Regions from separate parts of the Mus musculus genome. Here region 1 is linked to region 2. The links are chromatin contacts, called in public HiChIP or PLAC-seq maps. All regions are on one chromosome and are shown on one strand. The core of a region is the stretch at or near the end of the contact, and the rest is flanking DNA. Distances in the headings are between cores, read along the strand shown. Region 1 has its middle 49 kb from the start of Nck2. Region 2 overlaps Fhl2 (four and a half LIM domains 2).

Region 1 (3,163 bases), core at 393-2,892, 250 kb before region 2:
TCTGTTTGGCCTCAACCTCACTACATAGACCAGGCTGGCCTCCAACTCACGGAGCTCAGCCTGCCTCTGCCTCACAAGCACTGGGATTATAAAGGTGTGCACCACCATGTCTAGCATAGGATGTGTTCTTTAATATGAGTCTACAATGTGACCATTGTCTTTATAAGATGAGGAAATTGGAGCACAGACAAGCACAGGAAGAAGATGGCCACCAAACACTAGTGGAGAGAGAGGCTTCTATGATGGCTAACCTTGACTATCCACTAGGCATCTACAACACAAGCATCAGGGACTTTCCAAAAAGATATAACTAGTCAGAGAAGACTGACCTTGAATGTGGGTACCATTCCATAAACTAAGGTCTCAACCTGAATAGAAAGGAAAAAGAGAGCTGGCCAGTGTGTCCATCTCTCTGCTGTCTTCTGGGGAGTTCACATGACCAGCTGCTTCATCCTGCAGTTATCCCAGCTCCCTCACTCATGATGGACTGTACTCACAGACTGGGAGACATGATCAACCCTTCTTTCCTTGGTTTGTTTTGCCATGTGTGGCAGTTTGTCACTGCCACGAGGAACGTAAACAGTATAGCCCCAGAGATACCAATCATTTTGAAGTTATGATCCAGGTCTCGAAAGCCACTAAAACAGCAACACAATAAATTTTGGCCATATAAACCATCAGTCTGGCTTTTACACTTGCAGTATTTTTGAGCCTTCTATTTGATTTGAAAAAAAATTAAAAGTTCATTCCCTGGAGTCCAGGATAACACTAAAGATAACAAACCTTGGCTTTTAATAACGAAGAAGGAGCCTTGGGTTGCAGCTTCATATTATTTAGCTTCTTCAATAATTGAAATAGGAGGCTACCACCAAGAGGAAACCACTGGCAGGATGTATTCATTCATTAATGATACCTGTTATGGGCTTTCTGTATGCCAAGAGCATCAAATAAAAGCCACAGGGAGTCAGCTGGCCCATTTGCAAAGTGCAAAGCTGTTGCATCCACCAACTGGAGTCACGCAACAGAAGGGCAGGCCAGAGAGTATCCAGGCAGCTAGCCAGGAGATACCTGGCTATTAAGATGTAGAGGACATTGGACTTTCCCTGCAACCTTGTAACTAAAATTAATGAGCAGAAATTTCTAAAGCGGATTTTAGATCAATTTTGGAGGACTTGTCAAATTTTCAAGGTCTACAGAACTGAAGTTGCCTTCCAGTAAGAGTAAGTATGCTTGTAAAGAATAGTGTATTGTTTTGGTGGGGATGTTCTACAGGATCAGGTGTCATGAGGAAAGCTTTGCAACCTGGTCCTTCTGCCATGCTGGAGGACAATTAATTTTGCAATGGTGTGATAGAAAGATGGGTGTAGGAAAGCTTCTTAGGACATCGTAGAAATAACTTCGTACTATAGATCTTTGTGTGGCTCTGTCAGGGTAGAGAAAAGGAAGAACAAGTCACAGTTCAGACAGAGACTGGTCTGTCCTTTCTGGACAGCTACTCTGCGAGCTTCCTTGTGAAACTTGACTGTGCAGACTCAGTGACTTTGTTCTCCCTGGAATGTGGCCTCGCTCAGTCAGTGGAGAGCACAGCAGGAGACGGGAAGGAGGGGGAAATGGCATTTACTCCCAATTCTCTTCAACCACATGGCTTCTCTCAAAGTGGCCTCCTCTAGCAATTCTCCTCTTTCCACATTCATGCTAATCCCAGGCTTTGGGGTAGCCACTGTTGCAGCCTGAACCCTTTGAACAACAGCAGTCACTCTCCTGCCCCTGTGCCCTATCATCAAAAGAGTCTTTTCATGAAGTGACCTTCCTGAGTGACTTCAGTTGATGGTGTCATCTGTTTTCTTTCTTGTTCTCCATGATCCACACAAGCTGCATGGTTGGGTTGGGTCAGTGGCAAATTGCACTCTGGCATTTGGTTAGTGACACATTTTCTACAGATTGGTGCATTTCAACATTTGTATTACAGTGAGATAGGACGCTGTTTTTTTGTGTGGCCAAGAGGAGCCAAGATCTCCCAACCTGTTTGTCTTTTCCCTAAAATTCCATTAACAGGAAGGATTTCAAGAGTGAGACTCAGTTTGAAAATCTCTGTCACACATATAGGGATATAGAAAATCTGAAATAAAGAAAACTCTCCTGATTTTAATTGTGGGTTTAAAAGAACTCCCAGACTCTTACTCAGTCTTTGTGTAAACCACAAGTAACCTGAGTTTGGCCAATCCTGTGCACTATGATATCATAGCATAACATAAATGGAGTATTGGCACCATTCCATTTAGCTTAATAAGTCTGCACAACTAACAAGGTAGTGTGGGTTGGTGTCTAAAAACATCTATTCTGCTGCCTAAATTATTCAGGTAATCTGTATTAATCGAATCAGCTGGATAGTGGCCAAATCTCCACTTCTCTATGTATCACCCAGGGCCAAGAATGAATGTTAAAGAGGAGTGGGTAGGGGTTCAAATTTCATCCTCATAAAGATGCTCTAGGACACAGCCTCTCACAAAAATGTCTGAAGCCTGTAGGTGTCTGCAGGGAAATTCTTTTTCTGGTGGCTCTTTGATCTGTGATCCTGACAACCTGTGCACCTCAAAGCTTCAAAGCACAGGGACTTTGGTAGGAGTTAACTCTAGAAAGTAAGGAGGGACTAAATTGTGTGAATCCAAAATTGTTTACTTCCCAGTGTTGGGTCTATCGTTTCCAAGATACTCTCATCAAAATCAGATGCATAGCCAAGCTCCAAATCTACTACCCAATATGAAGAAAAGATGTTCTGCCAAGTGTAACGATAGATAGGGGCTGATATATTAGCACCTGCATTCAGAGAGGAGGCCAGGCAGAACCCAAAACAGCTAGAAAGAGCAGATGCCAAGGAATGGGTAAAATAAAAACACTTGTTTAGGGGGCAGAGTCTACACTATCTGAGTATTTGGGACTGAATTGTGTCTGATGTCTAGAGAAAAACCAAAAGGAAGTTCTGACTAGCAGAGCCCAGCACTGGTGCAGTATGGAGTTCTGCCAGAGCATGGGGTCATGGAGCCCCACACCTGTTGTTGTCCTCTGAGTTCCAGGTCAGCAGCAGGGATAGTGGGCTCCAAGTTACTCTGGGAAATGAGCTACAGTTCTGCCCACTCTAAGATTCCAGGTCTGCTCTTTTCTT
Region 2 (3,611 bases), core at 563-3,062:
TGATCTCTGCATGCCTGACTTGGCTCTCTGAGTGGGATGGGCCATGTCCATCTAGAGGACATGACAGTGTTCATATTTAAGGTCAAACTTTCAAGTGTCAAATGACTGTCAGCTAGGCAGTCTTTAACCACAGCTGTGTTTTTGTTGTAGAAATGTTCTGAGTTTCCGTAAAACCTTAGACCAATTAGAGCATTCAGCTGGTTTCTCTGCAAATGTCTCATAACACCAATGCAAAGGACTCTGTCCTTCTCGATAGTCTGTGTGGGACTGGTGACATCTGGTGGCACACTCTCTGCCTCCAGCCTACAGTTCTGAGATGTGAGAGCTGAGCTCTTCTCATCGCCATGCATTTGCTCTACCATCATGGCTTCTAATCCCCCAAAACTTTAAGCCCAATTAAATACTTTATGTTATCTTGATTGTGGTGTTCTGTCACAGCGAAAAGTAACAAAATTGTGCAGCTTTTCTCCTTGCTAGCTAAAAGTGACCCCTTGGTGTGTGCAGTGCCCACTCCCTGAGCAGAGTTGCTGCCAGGTGACAGTAGGCCACCTTACAAGAAAGGCTTCTGACTTCTCTCTTTCACTTCTGTCCAATGGTGGGTGGCCGTGGAAAGCAATCTGTAGCCTTTCCACCGAAAACCCTCATTAGTGGGATGACGTATTACAGCGGAAGGCCAGCTAACTTCTGAAAAAGCTGGCCCTTTTCAACGCCCATCTGGTATGGTTCAGTGAGTGGAAACCATACCACAGCCTGACTTGGGTACATGCCAGCTGTGTGACTGTGGAGAAGCTTAGAAGTGTCTCTGAGCTTCAGTACTAACTATATTTCAGGGCTATGCAGTATCGTGAGCTTACAACATGGTCCTAATTACCATCATTCACCGTGCAAATATCTGCCGTTTATTTTCTGTTTGTTTTATTTTGTCTGCTACTTGGGCCCCATAAGGGGTTTAAGTTTAAAAATGGGGAATATGTATGGAAAGAGTCCAGGTTATACCTAATCCCAAATGATACCAATATATGTATATGACATATCATATAATGATAATGTACACATTGCATGAGCTTAGCAGTTTGTAGTGACTTAACACACCGACAGGTGGTCTCAAATTAAAGCAGATTATATTGCATTTCACTTATCAAAATATACAACGAAGTACATATGATCTCCCCACCAAATTTTTTTTTCTTCTAAAATTACTTTCAGTATTTAACCTTCAAAAGACAGGTTTAGGTTTCTGCTCTCTCACTGCCTACTCTCATCATACTTAGACTTACGGGAGTCCAGCATGTGTGTCAGCCATGTCTCTGATCCATCTCTTCAAAGGACCAACCCACTGACATGGAGAGAACTGGGTTCAGAGGAACGTGAACCTCTCAGAAACAAGGCCTCCTAGTTCAGTGTCTAAGTTAGGGTTTCTCATGCTGTGAGAAAACAGCAAGACCAAAAGAGACATCCAAAGGAGAGGCTTGTTTCAGCTTACAACTCTCAGCCCACACTCCATCACTAAAGGAGGTCAGAGCAGGAACAGGGAGGCAGTAACAGATACAGAGGCAGAGGAGAAGAGCTGATTGCTGGCTTGTCACTTCCGCGTGGCTTGCTTAGCCTGCTTTTTAAATAGCACACAGGACCACCAGCCCATAGTAAGTTGGTCTCTCCCATATCAATCACCAATCAAGAAAATACAGCACAGGCTTGTCCACAGGCAAATCTGCCGTCCTTCCTCGCCCTCCCCCTCCCTCTCTTACCCACCCACTCCAGCAATGTAGTGCACCAAGGCCCCTGTGCTCTGAGTCAGACAGTAGTGTCACCTCTCCTGTCCCGCCTCTGACGATTTGTGTGTCTGCCTCTCTAGGACTTGTCCTACAAGGATCGGCACTGGCATGAAGGCTGCTTCCATTGCTCCCGGTGTGGAAGCTCGCTGGTGGACAAGCCCTTTGCTGCCAAGGAGGAACAGCTGCTGTGCACCGACTGCTATTCCAATGAATACTCGTCCAAGTGCCAGGAATGCAAGAAAACCATCATGCCAGGTCAGAACGCATGCCTTTATCATTCGCATGTGGCACTGAGCCAGGTCAGCGATGGACTGTGGGGTGGGACTCTCAGTTGTCCAGAGACAGACACTGGTGTTGATACTTCAGTGCTGGGCCCTGAACACAGGATATGTTAATCGATCTCAGATGCAGGGGTGTGACTGGGAGAGGATGTCGCACGCCTTTGATCCCAGCACTTGGTAGGCAGAAGCAGGCAGAGTTTGGTCTACAGAGCAAGTTCCAGGACATCCAAGGCCTGTCTCAACCCCTACCCCTCAAAAGGTGGGGGGTGGGAGAGGAGTGAGGTGTATCATTAAGAGAAGTGGAATTCCTGTTCGGTCAGCCTTTGATATCTCAGGAATTGGGTTCAGCTACCAACACCCACAGGTTCTCAAGCACCCTATGCAGAATGCCTCCTTCTTATATAAAACATTTCCACAAATATTTAAAATAATCTGCAAGTGGTGTATGAACACTGTTATGCTGTGTGGTGTAATGACAGACGTCTGTATACGTTCTCTAGTGGATATAATTATTTTCTTTGGGGACTCTTGATCTGCGGTTGGTTGGCCAAAGATATACAGCAGCTTGTGGCTAGAGAGAACTAGCCAGAAAAGGAATGCCAGCAATTCCCTGGAAATGCGTCTCTTCCCCTGCCTCGCTCGCTTCTCCCAGTACACGTGCTTTCTTGATCTGCTCTGCTTGCTGAATTTACACTCGGTTATTTCAACAACTATGATTTGTGCTCTGGTGTGCCAGGATGGGCCAGGAGTTGCATGTTGCTTAGCTTCACCCTCTGCCTGACCTCATGACGTTATGTCCTAGATAGACAGACATCAAAAAAGGACAGAACCACAACTGGGTTAAGAACTATACGCAATGATACTATGTCTCTTTTTTTACCTGAAGAAGATGAGTCCCCCCCTGTCTCTCTCTGTCTCTCTCTCTCTGTGTCTCTCTGTCTGTCTATGTCTCTCTCTGTTTCTCTGTCTCTCCCTGTCTCTCCTCTCATCTTGACTTTATATAGGACAAAGGAATCTCTTATTTGTAAAAAGTGAGTGATATCGGGGCGTGGTAGTGCATGCCTTTAATCCCAGCACTTGAGAGGCAGAGTTTGAGGCCAGCCTGGTCTACAGAGTGAGTTCCAGGACAGCCAGAACTATACAGAGAAACCCTGTCTCGAAAAACCAAAAAACCAAACCAAAACAAAACAAAACAAAAAAAGTGAGTGATAGACCAGGTATGGCGGGGTACACCTTTAGTCTCAGTATGCCAGACATAGAGGCAGGCAGATCTCTGTGACTTAGAGGCCAGTCAAGTGAGTTAATAAAAGTATAGGGAGGACTGCTGTAGCTCCATGCCCACTGTGTGGGTTTGATTACCATCACTGAAAAAATGCACACAAATACACATATGTAAATATGGGATTTGAGAAGCAAGTCTTATCATACACATGATGTAAAAATGGACGTTAGAACATCTCAGAGAACCTGACCTAGGATTCTGATGCCTAGCAGTTTAGAGGGTGGTATGATTTAGAACACGGTACTAGCACAGGTGGTAGGTTCAGAGCCAGGT

What was found. HiChIP or PLAC-seq counts read pairs in DNA pulled down with a chosen protein or histone mark.
Region 1: a contact with region 2 is called in a FOXA1 HiChIP or PLAC-seq map of pancreatic cancer cells. The contact joins two enhancer-like sites. A contact is called at or near these places in 2 of 484 Hi-C or Micro-C datasets (embryonic stem cells and nephron progenitors) and 1 of 115 datasets of contacts at active chromatin or transcription factors (pancreatic cancer cells).

Annotation. Positions count from the first base shown.
Region 1 is chr1:43,395,135-43,398,297 of GRCm38.p6, reverse strand. No RefSeq gene overlaps it. Among named protein-coding and RNA genes, the nearest start is that of Nck2, 49 kb to the left of the region's middle. Within about 2 kb of position 1,642, at least 23 of the 459 cell types and tissues checked have an H3K27ac peak or open chromatin away from gene starts, as enhancers often do. A contact at or near this core is called in pancreatic cancer cells, where this site is marked.
Region 2 is chr1:43,140,117-43,143,727 of GRCm38.p6, reverse strand. Fhl2 (four and a half LIM domains 2) reads left to right here. Exons shown (of 6, transcript NM_010212.4): 3 at 1,856-2,030. Among named protein-coding and RNA genes, the nearest start is that of Fhl2, 22 kb to the left of the region's middle. Within about 2 kb of position 1,812, at least 51 of the 459 cell types and tissues checked have an H3K27ac peak or open chromatin away from gene starts, as enhancers often do. A contact at or near this core is called in pancreatic cancer cells, where this site is marked.